Linked DNA regions of Sus scrofa: region 1 is linked to region 2. The links are chromatin contacts, called in public Hi-C maps. All regions are on one chromosome and are shown on one strand. Each heading gives the region's core, a stretch centred on a gene start, on an enhancer-like site or on the middle of the called end of the contact. The rest is flanking DNA. Distances are from core to core; before and after follow the strand shown. Region 1 overlaps DLGAP1 (disks large-associated protein 1). Region 2 overlaps DLGAP1 (disks large-associated protein 1).

Region 1 (6,575 bases), core at 3,434-5,933, 53 kb before region 2:
TACCTAGTGGCTGAGCTCATGGGTCACATACTCTAAAACAATGTTGAAGAATTATTTAGCAGTTCCTGGTTACTGAATTTTAGCATCGCTTTCGGATACAAGCACAAGCCTGTAAGGCACTGCAAATAAAACCACAAAAGGACAACAGAAGAATTTCAAAATATACACATACATGGATGGTGCAGCCATCCAACTACATGTTATTTTTTAATTTTTTTAAAATATTTTTTTGCTTTTTAGGGCTGCACCTGTGATATACGGAGGTTCCCAGACTTAGGAGCTGAATCAGAGCTACAGCTGCTGGCCTACGCCACAGCCACAGCAAAGCCATATCTGAGCCGCGTCTGTGACCTACACCGCAGCTCACCCCAATGCTGGATCCTTAAACCAATGAGCGAGGCCAGGGATTGAACCCTCAACCTTCTGGTTCCTAGCTGGATTTATTTACGCTGTACCACGATGGGAACGCTCAGCTACACCTTAATGATGTCAACAAGTTGCCCTAAGTTGCTCTTAACCACAAAGCAGGCTGTGATTTGATCTGCCTTCACTAGTGGCCGGAGTCCACTCAGAAGTCATGGTCAGAGCAACCTTGGATTTGCAGCAAGTTACATCAGATGGTCTGTTCTTACTGAACCCAGACCCCCAGAGAAAGAACGGCTGCTTGGAGTCTAGTTTCTGTTGAGGGCAGAGGTCTCCTGATTTGAGCGATCTGGTCCAGCTGAGCAGCAGTTTTACCAAGCTCTCAAAAGGAATTGCTTTATTCAAAAAGAGATTTTAAAAATGGGGAGTTCCTGTAGTGGCTCGGCAAGTTAAGAACCTGACTAGTATCCATGAGGATGCAGGTTACATCCCTGATCTCACAAAGTGGGTTAAGGAGCCAGCATTATCACATGCTGCAGCGGTGGAGGTCACAGATGCAGCTTGGATCCAGCCCTGCTGTGGCTGTGGCTGTGGTGTAGGCCGGCAGCTGCAGCTCCAATTTTTTTTTTTTTAACATTTATTTTATTTTATTTTTTATAGCATTTTATTACTCAGTTACATGTATAGTTGTACAGTGATCATCACAACCAAATTTTATAGCATTTCCAACCCAAAGCCCCAGCGTCCCCCTCCCCCACTAACCTGTCCCATTTGGAAACCCTGCAGCTCCGATTTGACCCCTAGCCTGGGAACTTCCCTATGCCACTGGTGCAACCCTAAAAAAGAAAAAAAAAAATGAAATGGAGTTAACAGTAAGGTGCTAGAGTCAACTGGGCAAATCCCTCCCCAAGTCTGTGCTCAGTGACATTTCCTCCATAGCTTGCAACTGACCTTGGTGTGAGTGTTTACACCATGGAAACTGGCAAGTGCTGTGACTCTGTAGTTATCTCCCAGAGAGCCAGTTGGTAAGCATTTCCAGCACACTTCTGCACAGAGACAGGGCTATTCAAAGGGTAATCCAAAGACAGGTATCAATTCACAAAGTATTGCATGGAGAGGGATGCCACGAAAATCCAGAGTAAGCATTTAGGAACTTTATAGCAATTCTACAGAGATTTTGTCAGTAGAATCTAATAAAAGAAAATAGCATGGAGTTCCCGTAGTGGTTCAGCAGATTAAGAACTCATGGATCCTAGTATCCAGGAGGATGTGCGTTCCATCCCTGGCCTCACTCAGTGGGTGAAAGATCTGGTGTTGCTGTGGCTGTGGTGTAGGCTGGTGACTGCAGCTCTGATTCAACCCCTCGCCTGGGAACTTCCATACACTGCAGATGCAGCCCCTAAAAAAAAAGAAAACAGTGAGCTTGTTTTTGCATGGCTTTGTTTTTAAAATTTCCTTCTTCTAGTAATTTATTTGTATTGCATTTTATCAAACTATTGATCAGCATCAGAATGAACATCAAATAAGCAAACAAATAAACTGTCCCTCACCAGAGATTGAGAAGCACTGATTGTGGAAGGTTTGCAAATCCGGGGGATGGGGCAGAGGTACTGCTTGTGAGATTGAGAAGAAATTAGGTAACTTGAAACCGTAGGCTAATTTAGAAAGAGAAATGGTGTGAAGACACCAAAAGGGGAAAAAAAAAAAGGTGGAAAGAGCTGAACTTGGGACGTAAAGGGAGCATTGCACAAATGCAGGATGGGAAGAGTGAACTTGTGGTTTTAATGGCAGGCGACATGTCTATTTCTACGAAGCCATGTTTACATAGATGTGTAATATTTAAAAGGATACAAAGATTGCTGTGCTGCCTTTTCTGGCCTTTCTTTAAGAAGAAGATGCAGGGTATTCCAAGGAGCGGAAAAACATGTCTTATAAGGAATGGCTTAAGGACAGAGGACACGTTGTTTGCAAGGAAGACAGGGTTTACAATTATTTCGAAGGCTATCGTGTAGAGGGTGCCTAGACTTGGGCTGTATGAAGCCCACAGGGAAACCACAAAAGGAAAAGCTCAGAGAGGCATAAAGAATACTTGTCTATGAGTCACTTGTCCAAAGATAGTGTATAGGGGAACTTGCTGGGGAGTGACCTCTCGGTCCCTGGAAGTGTGCAAGTACAGACCAGCTCATCTTTTGGCTAGGAAGTTACTGCAACTGTACCATCACCTTGCGGGGGGTGGGAGTGGGAGGTCTGAAGTAGAGAAGACTTCTTTCAGACTGGAGCTCCCAGTGTGCGTTGGTGGTATAGTGGTGAGCAGAGTTGCCTCCCAAGCCAGAGCTCCTGTGGCTTTATGAATAGAACCCAGAAAAGAGTCAGAGAAGTAGGGGCCCATTGAGAGGGATGATAAACAGCCAAAGCAGGAAGCCAGGAGAGTTACCCACAGGCTGTTGGTAGCAGATAGGACTGTTCTGGCATCCTGGGAACAGATCTTGGCACCAATGAAGATAAAACTCCTAACAGAGAAGTTTGCTGCTGCTGCTGCTGCTTCCAGGCAGGCTGACCCAGAGGGGCTGAACTTACAACAAACTGTGGGAGCCATGCTCCCCATGGTGACACACTCCCCAGGCCAGACCCCCTACTAAGCACCAGAAAAGTTGATGGTTTGGCCAGGGTGTGTTCCCAGGATAAAAGCACAAGCCCAGGTGAAAACAAAGATGATGAGATGGAGCGTGTCTTGACTTTCATCTGCCGTGAGATCAACCTAATCACCATCCTTTGTAACATTCAACGCGCTGCAAATTTATTTTATTTTATTTTTATTATTATTATTTTTGGGGGCTTTTTTTTTTTTTTTTTTTGCTATTTCTTTGGTCCGCTCCTGCGGCATATGGAGGTTCCCAGGCTCTGGGTCGAATCGGAGCTGTAGCCGCCAGCCTACGCCAGAGCCACAGCAACGCGGGATCCGAGCCGGTCTGCAACCTACACCACAGCTCACGGCAACGCCGGATCGTTAACCCACTGAGCAAGGGTAGGGACTGAACCCGCAGCCTCATGGTTCCTAGTCAGATTCATTAACCACTGCGCCACGACGGGAGCTCCGTGCGAATTTAATAGACAGGGTCTCGAGACCCAGGGAGATCTCACTAAACCCATATATATATATGATGGTAAGACAGAGGCTCAGGGCAGGTAACTGATTGCTCTAAGTCATGCAGCTACGAGGTGGTAGAGTTAGTGTTCTCTGGCCTCCAAATGCCACCTCTTTTCCTTCACTCAAATCACCTGGACTCATCTGCTATTAAACCTTAAATGCCTTGGCCAGTAAAGCTTAATGCTTTCTGTGACAAATTCCAGGAGACGGCTCCCAGCTGCAGGACCTGGGCAAAGGTGAGGAGGATGCATGCATGTGGATGGGTCAGCAAGGGGTGTGCCCATGCAGCTTGAAAACTGCTGCCAAAGGGAGAAACGCCGCAAAAAACACCACACGGGGAAAAATAACCGCCTTCTTTCAAAATATTTACAGCTCAACATGTACAGGCCACCCAAAGTGTGCTGGTCAGTGGTCCGCGCCCTGCTGGCCCCACGGGGAGAGGGTGGCCATCCCAGGGCCGCGGGGGCGGGGCCGGGGCTTCTGAGGGGACCCGGGCCGCTGCTGGCCTTCCCCCTGGTTAGTTTTGGCTCAAGGGAAGAGGCTGTGAGAACGATTTCCACCAGAGCCATCCTCCACGGAAACCGCAGGAACAGCTAACCTTTCCTCGGTCAAGTAGAAAAAAGCAGGGCCTGTGTGAGGGTGTAGGGGGCGGAGCGGGATGTGGACAGAGAGGGAGGGCTGCTGTAATAACTTTTGTAGTCATAGGACTTGCCAGTGGGTAGTTACTAGTATTCCAGACACTTCCTAATGCCAGACAAACGCCCAAGCCTCAGCTTGTCTGGCTCCGAGATCTATTCAGTCGATAGTAGCCGGGGAGAGCAGCGCTTTCTGCTGCAAATCAAACACAACATTGTTCTCAGAGGAAGAATGGCAAGGTTTGTTTCAGAGTCACAGATTTTTTTTTTTCCTGAGGCACCCGAGTTATTTTAACAAGTTGCTACAAAACTTGGGCTTCCTGAGGTGAGGCTTGTCGTGCACAGTGCGTGTACTGTCCCAAACCGGGGTGTGCGTGTGTGTGTGTGTGTGGGGGGGGGGGGTTAGAAAGTTAGTCATTAAAAAAAGAAAAGAAAGAAGGAAAGAAAAAAAAGCCCCAGGCACTCCATGCCTGGAAATGATGTCAGACGCAGCCACTCCTCTGTTAGAACTACAACCCAACAATGCTGGGCCGATCGCCGCAGCTGCGCTCCAAATGTCAGCGCCCAGCCCGGCCAAAGGGCTTGAAAGCCACCGAGCCCGAGGACTTTGTGCGTTACCTTTGTCGCCCACATTTTCCCCAAGCACTCGCAGGAACCTGGCAACAGGTAACGTGGCAACCTTTGCCTTCTAAAACGGCAGGCAGCAGGATTTCAGAGAACAAAAGGATTTTTTTTTTAAAGCCAGCGGCATCTCCCTCACCACCCCCCCTCCCTCCCAGCTCAGTCTGAGAAAACAAAGTATTGCTGCAGGCAGCCCGCTCTCGAGCGCCCCCTGGTGACCAATCTCGGAACATCACCGATGTACCTGGAAATCCGAGGCTCGGCTCCCAGGTAAGTCACAAGGAAGGGGGATGGCTTGGCTGCTTTTGTCTTCCAGAAAAAAACGCAAAGAGTAAGTCAAGACCCAGAATGTCTTGCTTTTTAATTTACCACCTTAAAATTAAGGGTAAGAGCTCTGGGTTGAGGGTGCTGACCTTCCCCCCCCCCCCCAGCAGCTGCTAGGGCAACAGTTTTTGTTACCTTGGCAAGTTGAAAAGCAAAAGCTGCTGCCGCTCTTTGGTTAAGTGGATGGCAGTGAGGATGAATAGCCAAGAAAACGAGGGTTCTGCTGGGTGGGACTGGCATTTTCCATTTTTATCTGAATTTGTCGATTGTTTGCAGAAGCCTTTCTCTCAGGTAGAAACATTTCTAATTCCCTTCACTGGTTTCCTGTTAGTTTATTTGCAAAGATGATTTAGGATTCCCAAACTGCTGGCCCAGCCTCCCAGAGAGCCTGCTTTGCAGCCCCACCTTAGCTCTTTTATCTCTGTGTGGGGCAAACACCCACGAAAATGCCCAGGGCAGTCTTTTTAACCAAGGCTTCTTCCTCTCCTGGGCTCCTCCCTCCTTCGGAGCAATCCGGTCCCTGATTTGGAGGAAGGATTACAGTTGTGAGGCCCTGGTAGCTCTAGTCAGTTGCAAGGGCAGCCCCCTTTGTCCCTTTCCGGAAATGTTAAGAAAACTAAGAAAGAGGTTCAGATCAAAGCCGCTGTTCTCTTCAGAAAGTTCCATTAATTAACTAAATTAAAGGAAGTTAAGTGTTGTTTGGAGGAAAGTCATTTTAGAAGGCCCAGGTCCAGGCACTGAGATCTGAAGCCTCTCATGGGAACCTTTAATGAAGCTTGGCAAGAAGTTAACCACTCTGAGAAATGGAGGGTTACCATATGTAAAACCAGTTCTTGCCTGAAATCAGTCATTTCAAAGGAACATCTTGAAAGGCAGCAGACATCTGGCTAGTCCTTGACTCGATCCTTTAACGTTCCAGATTACAAACCAAGGGCTCTGAGTAAGAATCATTTGACCAGTAGCTGAGGTGAGTCACAGCCTTCAGAGAACGAGGCACAAAGTTTCGTGTCAGGATGTTGAGAACACCAGGCTCACTCACTAATTTGCAAGGCATGGCCGTTGCTTCCAGGAGGGAAAGCCATCAGGATTTCACGGTTCATTTTCCCAGCCTCCCCAACAGGTGCTGTTGAGTCATCCACACACACCAGCGGCTGCCCTGGCAGTTTCATCTCTTGGGCTTAAATTTCCATTTGTTCCACAACTTGTTGAAGTGATTTCTACCACTACATCAGATATACCACTTCCTCTAGGACTTAGGGTGTTTTGGTTTTTTGTTTTTTTTTTTCCTCATGTTGGTAACTGTGCATATTTTTCAAAATCTGTCCCAGCCAGGTCAGCAGGTCTTCCTGGGTTGAATGGACTGTTGACAGGAAGGGAAGATTCAGGGCCGGCGGTCAGGGTTACAGAATTAAATAAGGTTTCCTGGGAGGGCAGACCGGTCTTGTGGGGAGACTACATGCCTAGGAGGGTCTGGGGTAAGGCTG
Region 2 (7,412 bases), core at 3,834-6,333:
CATGAAGACGCAGGTTTGATCCCTGGCGTTGCTCAGCGGGTTAAGGGTCCGGCGTTGCTGTGAGCTGTGGTGTAGGCTGCAGACTCGGCTTGGATCTGGCGTAGCTGTGGCTGTGGCATAGGCTGGCAGCTGTAGCTCTGATTTGACCCCTAGCCTGGGAACTTCCAAATGCAGTGGGTGTGGCCTTAAGAAGGGGAAAAAAAAAAACCCCCAAAACAAAACCTTTATTCAGAAGCTTTCACATTCTTTGCAAAGCCCCCCATTATGTCACCCGTAGCAAAATAAAAATGGTCACAAATTCTCCCATACACCTCCCATAGACAGATGTGGGCAATGGCACCTCTTCTTAAATCAGGGCAAGCTTTGAGATTGCTTTGACACGGCGGGGATGATTCTCTCCTAAGGTCAGTGCTCAACCTTTATGAAACAGGCAGCCTCTTTTCTTAGGCCTCCTGGAGCTCTCCCTCTAGAAATACTGACATACCTAAGACTGCTATGATGAAGAGACCAGGTGCAGACATTCCTACAAATACCATCAGCTCAGGGAAGATGCTAGAAGGCTTTGAGGAGCTTGCAGATGAAGGCTGGGATGACAGGGAAAAATTGCCACTGTCCACCCCAACTGGGAGACCAGAGACAAGGCAACTCTTCTGATATAGAGACGGAAGGCTTGGCAACATTGTCAACTGCAGTAACATGGAAAGTAAAAATATACCTAAAGAATTCATAGATTGTAGTAAGGAGATTTCCAGGTTGAATGCTTAAAATCCTAGTTGGTTCTTTTAAAAAAGTTGCAGGAGTTCCCATCGTGGCACAGTGGAAATGAATCCGACCAGGAACCATGAGGTTGTGGGTTCAATCCCTGGCCTCGATCAGTGGGTTAAGGATCTGGCATTGCTGTGAGCTGTAGCTCCAACTAGACCCCTAGCCTGGGAACTTCCATACGCCTCAGGTGTGGTCCTAAAAGCAAAAAAAAAAAAAAAAAGTTGCATATGATGAAGGATAGATAAAGATAAGTTAAAAAAAAAAAAAGGAACTGTTGGAGTTCCCTTCTTGGCTCAGCAGTTAACCAACCCAACTAGGATCCATAAGGATGTAGGTTCGATCCCTGGCCTTGCTCAATGGGTTAAGGATCCGGTGTTGCTGTGAGCTGTGGTGTAGGTCACAGATGTGGCTTGGATCCCAGGTTGCCGTGGCTGTCGTGTAGGCCAGTGGCTACAGCTCTGATTAGACCCCTAGCCTGGGAACCTCCATATGCTGCGGGTGCGGCCTTGAAAAATAGGAAAAAAAAAAGGAACTGTTCAGTTTTCAAGCAAAATTTAGAGGAAATATATAGAGCTAGTACTTATTGGTTTAAAAAAAAAAAGGGTTTCTCATTCCTAGTTTTTTCAAAGACAAAAGGCTCTTAAAGTAGAAATTGATGGTGGAGAACATCTCAAGGGTGTGGCCCTAAAACTTTTTTATGACTTCAGAAAGACAAGTGTGTAACTCATAAGTTTGTGAAAGAGACAAAAGCACCTCATAAATTTCTGAAAGAGACAAAAATCTAAGAATCCTAAGAGTGTTTTCTCACAGCACCCTGATTCTGAGCCCAGGACAAAGACGGGACTGTTTTGAGGAGACTTGAGAGTATGTTGTCTAACAGAGCGAAGTCTAATAAGATTCATAGGAAGCCCACAGAGATTTCAAGAGAAGTGCATTAGTGACACGTTATCAGCTTGGACAAAAATTGGCAGAAGTAGTTCAAAGTGGAAGAGGCGTAAAGCCTCCAAACATCTATGTACAGGAAATAAGGCTGAGAAGATTATTTAGTTGCAAATGCCATTTCTTACGTGCTGTGGATTAAATTGTATTCTCCTCCCCACTGCCCTAAATTCATATGTTGAAACCCTAACTAACCCTCAGTGTGATGGTATTTGGGGATAGGACCTTTATCAGGTATTTGGGTTTAGATAAGGTCTTGAGGGTGAGGCCCTCAGGATGGGATTAGTAACCTCAAATGAAGAGGAAGAGAAATAGATTGCTCTCTCTCTCTTCATGTATACACTGAGGAAAGGCCATGTGAGTGCAGTGAGAAAGTGACCATATGCAAGACAGAGAGTCCTCACCAGAACCTGACCATGCTGGTACCCTGATCTCAGACTTCCAGCCTTCTGAACTGTGAAAAATAAATCTGTTGTTTAGGCCATCCAGTCTGTGGTATTTAGTTATGGAAACTCAGGCTAAGACATTATGGAAATAGGATAACTTAGAAGGTGTGGCCAAGAGTTTTCAGGATGGTGATCAGAATTTCAGAGAATCATTTCCAGGGAGCAGGACTGGGACCTTCCGTCAAAGAACTGGCAACATGTGGATTTCAGAATTGCCATAGGCCAGTGATTGCTCGATGCTCTTGTTCCTCCACTCTTTGAATGAGAATGCTCACTGCATTGATCTCACCTCTGTATCATCAGTATAATATGCTGGGTGTGTGTCAGGGGGAGGGTAGATAATTTTCATTTCAGTTCAGAAGTCTTCATATGGAGAGAAAATATACTGGAGAACTACATCAAAGTTGCCTCATCAACCCTTGACTCTTATTTAGATGGTAAGACCTCAAGCTTGAACTTACTGCCATAATGAGACGACATTTCTGGAGGGCTTTAGGAGTGAGGATATTTTGCCTCCAGAAGAATATAGTGTGTGTCCAGAGGGTGAAGCATGGCTGACTAAGATGGCCACAAATTATTTGAAACTGTTCTCATTGAGAAGTGGCATCTCTGCTGTCTCCCTTGACCTGGGTGGCCTCTAGGACTGCTCTGACCAATGGAATATGATGGGAATGATGCTGTTTGGGTCCGACCTTAATACTTGCTGTCTCTGGGATGCCCTCTCTGGGAGACCTGAGCTACCATGTAAGATGTCTTGAAGCTGCAGTGCTGGAGGTACCACTTACAGGTGCTCCATTCAGCAGCCCCAGCTGAGCACACACTTCCAGACACTGAACCCAAGGTACCATGTGAATGATGCCATCCCGGACCTCCTAGCCCAGCCCACCCTCCAGCTGAATGTGAAATAGAAGAACCACCCAGGTGAACCCCATCTAAGTTTGTGTCCCATACAATCATAGGGTATAATAAAGGGACTGTTTTTAAGCTCCTACGCTCTGCCTTGAAGTCATACGTAGCAACAGATAACTGAACATGAACTTTGACCTTACCTGGCATCTCAGCCTTTAGCAGCCTGTACTCTGGTCACAACACCCTCTAGTTCCCTGAATATTAATTGTGCCCACCCTCATGCTTCCTGATCACTCAGCTCTTAGCTTATGAGGATTTTCTCTGGGAAGTTCTCTCTGACCCTCTAAATGAGTTCCTTTGTTACAGCAGATTCTCCTGCAAGAGCTGTGTTTCTTTCAGAACAATTATCTCAGTGATTATTTCATTAATGCCACTCTCCGCTTCTACATTGTGAGCACGATGCTTTGATCATCAAAGATTTCCAGAGTCAAGTAGTGGGACTGGACATAGGGCTGAATAAATATTTAAGTGGATAAAAAGATTTGATGCAGCTGATAAGGGCTCTGTCCTCACCATAGCTTTTAATAGCTGTGCCACTGTTCTCTCTCGCATACGGTGTGCATTTGGACTCAAAGCTATCATAACTGGAGAAAGACAGTGTGACAGGCAGCATGGCACAACTGTGCTGCATTGCTGATATTCCTTTGGGTCATCGATGTGCAGAGAAGAGGAAGCTCAACGTTGCTTCTGGGCGAGTGGACACAGGGGAACGAGAGAAAAAACCAATCGGTGTTCCCTCACAGTTCTGTCTTTGCTGGAAATTAGGGACCTTGCCTGAGACTTTCTCAAGAAACTTGTGGGTGCTCAACTTTCCAAATGGTTTCTAAGTTTAAGTTCAGAAATAACTTCTTACTGGGTGGTAAGCCTTGTCTACCCTTCCTTTTCATTCAGCACTGCTGTAGGAGAGAATTCCGCATGCAGGAGAGCTGAAGCCTGGGTAAAGTTTCCAGACCTTCCATTACCAGTGCTTCCAAAACTACTTTCTTAATATCTAATTTGCTCTCTACCGTTTACTTATTTATTTATTTTTTTAGGGCCGCTCCCACGGCATATGGAGGTTCCCAGGCTAGGGGTCGAATCGGAGCTGTAGCCGCCAGCCTACACCACAGCCACAGCAACATGGGATCTGAGCTGTATCTGTGACCTACACCACAGCTCATGGCAACGCCGGATCCTTAACCCACTGGGCAAGGCCAGAGATTGAACCCACATCCCCATGGATCCTAGTTGGGTTCGTTAACCGCTGAGCCACGATGGGAACTCCTGTCTAATGTTTTTTAAAAAAGTATTTCCCTGCGTATTGAGTCTTGTGGATGTGGAAAATAGATGATGCATTGAAAATTGTCTTTCTTAAAAATTTTCTTCTCTTTCTTTAAGTCCTAAGTCTGTCATATTTGCCATAGGTGAAATAATTCCAGGTCCCTCTAAATATCCTTAAATTTTCCATTTCATCATTTAAAAAGGATTTTTCCGTACCTCCTTATATTTCTCTCTTTGGCCACGTTTGCAGCATGCACAAATTCCTGGGCCGGGAGTTGAACCTGTGCCACAGCATCGACCCAGGTTGCAGCAGTGACAACAGCCAGATCCTTAACCCGCTGGCCACAAGGGAACTCTGCTATTATGTTTCTCTTAACAGTAGTCTCCAAATAGGCCTATGTACAATGTGTCCTTAAGAGGGTTTGGTAGGGCTCCAGTCAGAGAAAAAAAGACCTCCCTTTAGGCATAACATTCTCATTCATTTTAAAAGAAAACTTTCCCCAAATGGCAGGACTACAGTGTAGACAGACACATTCCACATCATTTTGGCGAGTTCACACTCTCTGGGACGTTGCCAGTTTCCACATAACTGATTTGTCCTCCCTCCCTAAATGCACAATACTGTACCTGTCCCTTTTGAACCTGTAACAGAGCTGGGCAGGAAGGCAGATGCAGACACACCTTTGATCTCTCATCCTCGGGGGTTCAGGGAGGGCAGACACCTGGCGGCCGCTGAGCCAAAACGAAACACAGGCGGGAATGGAATTACTTTTAAGGGAGCCGCAGCTCCACCAAAGGGGCAGAGCCCATGTTGGGCAGAGGATGCAACAGTCCCACTGCTGTGAAATCAGGCTGGCTGGGGGCTGGTTAGATTTCTTAGGCAGATGGGAAAGATCAGGCAGCTGTATTGAGAAAAAATTTCAAGTAACTCTTTTGCAAATAATATTGCAAAATGTTCAGCTGTGCACAAATGCCAAAAGGTAACTTTGAGGGCAATTCAGGAAGCTTTCAAAGAAAGGATTAAAATGAATTTTTTTTTTTTTTTCCTTTGCAAAACTCTGTTTTTATTAAAGACTTCACCTTTGCACCAGGATGCTGTAAAATACCATTTGGAGCATTTCCTGTGATTTTTGGTGAAACGGCATTGCCCCCTGGCGTTTGCGTGCTGTTTTACACCATCACGTAGAAAGCCCAAAGAATGCTATAGTCAAGCTGTGTGAGGATGCAGCTCCCAGTTTTATCTGCAGCCCGAGAATGTAGACATGGTTTGACAAGACATGGAATAGAACTTCGAAATTAGGATTCTTTTCTTCTCCACCCTTCTACAGAATCTTCTGCGATTTTCAAGTAGCTCTTAAAAGAAATTGATCCGTTTCTAATCTGCCAAGTTTTTCTATATAAATGGTCCTGTGAGTGGCTTCTGCACACTTAGGCATTTTTTCGAACCAACTCAACTATCTCCTGTGTTTTACAGCACTTCCTAGCTTTTCTTTTGCATGTTGTACACACCTGAACAGTCCTGTCTTTCTCTGCCTTCATGCTTCTCTCTCCGATGGAAACTTGGAAGCAAGAGTTATATCTGACTTATAACTGTATGTGCTCTGACTAGCATGATGACTGGCAGAGGGTACATGTACAACAAAAATTGATTGTTTGATTGATATTATAATGCTGTTCACAAAAGGATCAAATGCACTTCCTAATCAACAGCAGCGGAAAGCCAATATGGCAACAAAATTGGAGGCAGGAGAATGTGGTCCTTGGATGGGACTTCAGGGGTCTGTAAGCCCCCTGAAATCATGCAGGCATGATGTCCAGATGTGGGGGAAATGGTCGAATAACTAAAAATTAGAATATATCTACCTCTAACAATCTAGAAATACATAACATTATTCAAACTGCTGTTCTTCCCCAAATGAACCTCTACTCTAGAAAGATCATGAATTAAGTTCATTATCACTGATTCAATCACAAATGTCTTTGGGGCAGACGTTTCTAAGAGCAAGTGCAAAGCTTCTAAATGGTGTTATTGAAGATACTGTGGCACGTTGGCTGAGGCCATCATCACTGAGTGACAGACGAGAATCATGAAACATTGTGGTCTAGGATAGGTTATGAGTATTGATGGGCAGCTTACAAAGGAATTGAAACTGTGAATCAAGGGTCAGACCCACCCATGTATGATGTGTATGATATTAGTTATTCTGCGTTAGATATTGTCTTAGGGTAGAAGAAATGAGCAGATCTGAGGGATCTGTTATATTACGATGGTAGGATGGGTTGGGAGAGTGATGCTATTAGCAGGAGTGCTTTTTGTTTTTTGTTTTTTTTAATTTTTTTTTTTTTTAAGGCTACAGCTGTGGCGTATGGAAGCTCCCAGGGTAGGGGTCAGCCACAGCAACATGGGATCCAAGCCACATCTGTGACCTACACCACAGCTCACGGCAACAATGGATCCTTAACCCTCACAGGGATCGAACCCACATCCTCATGGACACTATGTTGGGTTCTTAATCTGCTGAGCCACAACGGGAACTCCAAGATTGCTTTTTAGGTTATAATATAGTACATCAATACAATCCATAAAAGCTCCTTGAAACCATTTATTATGCTTTTATTTACTAAAAAAAATTCAAGATAGAAGGGCCTCACATTAGAAGCACAGGTATGGTTGTTAAGAGCTTGAATTTTAGCGTCAAACTGAATAGGTATTGATGGCTCACTGACCAGCTCTTTGACCTTGGAAAAGTCCCTAAACTTCTCTGTGTCTCAGTTTCCTCAATGGTCAAAATGAGGATGCCACCAGTAGAATACATGGTCTGGTGCGAATAAATGCTCGGCAAGTATTTGTGGATGAGGAGGACCATGTGTGTTTCCCACTATGATAAACTAGGGGAGATAAAAAAATTCTGCACTGTTGAAAGTCAGTTGGCCAAGTCCAACTATGAGACTCCATGAAAATCCCCCCAATACAAAGGCATGTTCTGGCAGTGGGGCTTCTCCAGTGCTGGTCTTGTGTCTGAGGATGGCCTCAGTGCCAACCTGGACTTAAGCACATCCCTGACACTTCCAGACTGACGTGACTGGACTTCT

The links. A called contact is a pair of places that touch in the nucleus more often than the background predicts.
Region 1: a contact with region 2 is called in a Hi-C map of epiblast stem cells, with 2.2 times the contacts expected there. The contact joins two enhancer-like sites. A contact is called at or near these places in 1 of 5 promoter capture datasets (liver), 12 of 47 Hi-C or Micro-C datasets (adipocytes, embryonic fibroblasts, epiblast stem cells and 6 more) and 2 of 2 datasets of contacts at active chromatin or transcription factors (alveolar macrophages and skeletal muscle).

The regions. Positions count from the first base shown.
Region 1 is chr6:103,131,554-103,138,128 of Sscrofa11.1, reverse strand. All of the region lies in intron 7 of DLGAP1 (disks large-associated protein 1), which reads right to left. Among named protein-coding and RNA genes, the nearest start is that of TGIF1, 100 kb to the left of the region's middle. Within about 2 kb of position 4,683, at least 69 of the 83 cell types and tissues checked have an H3K27ac peak or open chromatin away from gene starts, as enhancers often do. A contact at or near this core is called in epiblast stem cells, where this site is marked.
Region 2 is chr6:103,078,037-103,085,448 of Sscrofa11.1, reverse strand. All of the region lies in intron 7 of DLGAP1 (disks large-associated protein 1), which reads right to left. Among named protein-coding and RNA genes, the nearest start is that of TGIF1, 150 kb to the left of the region's middle. Within about 2 kb of position 5,083, at least 8 of the 83 cell types and tissues checked have an H3K27ac peak or open chromatin away from gene starts, as enhancers often do. A contact at or near this core is called in epiblast stem cells, where this site is marked.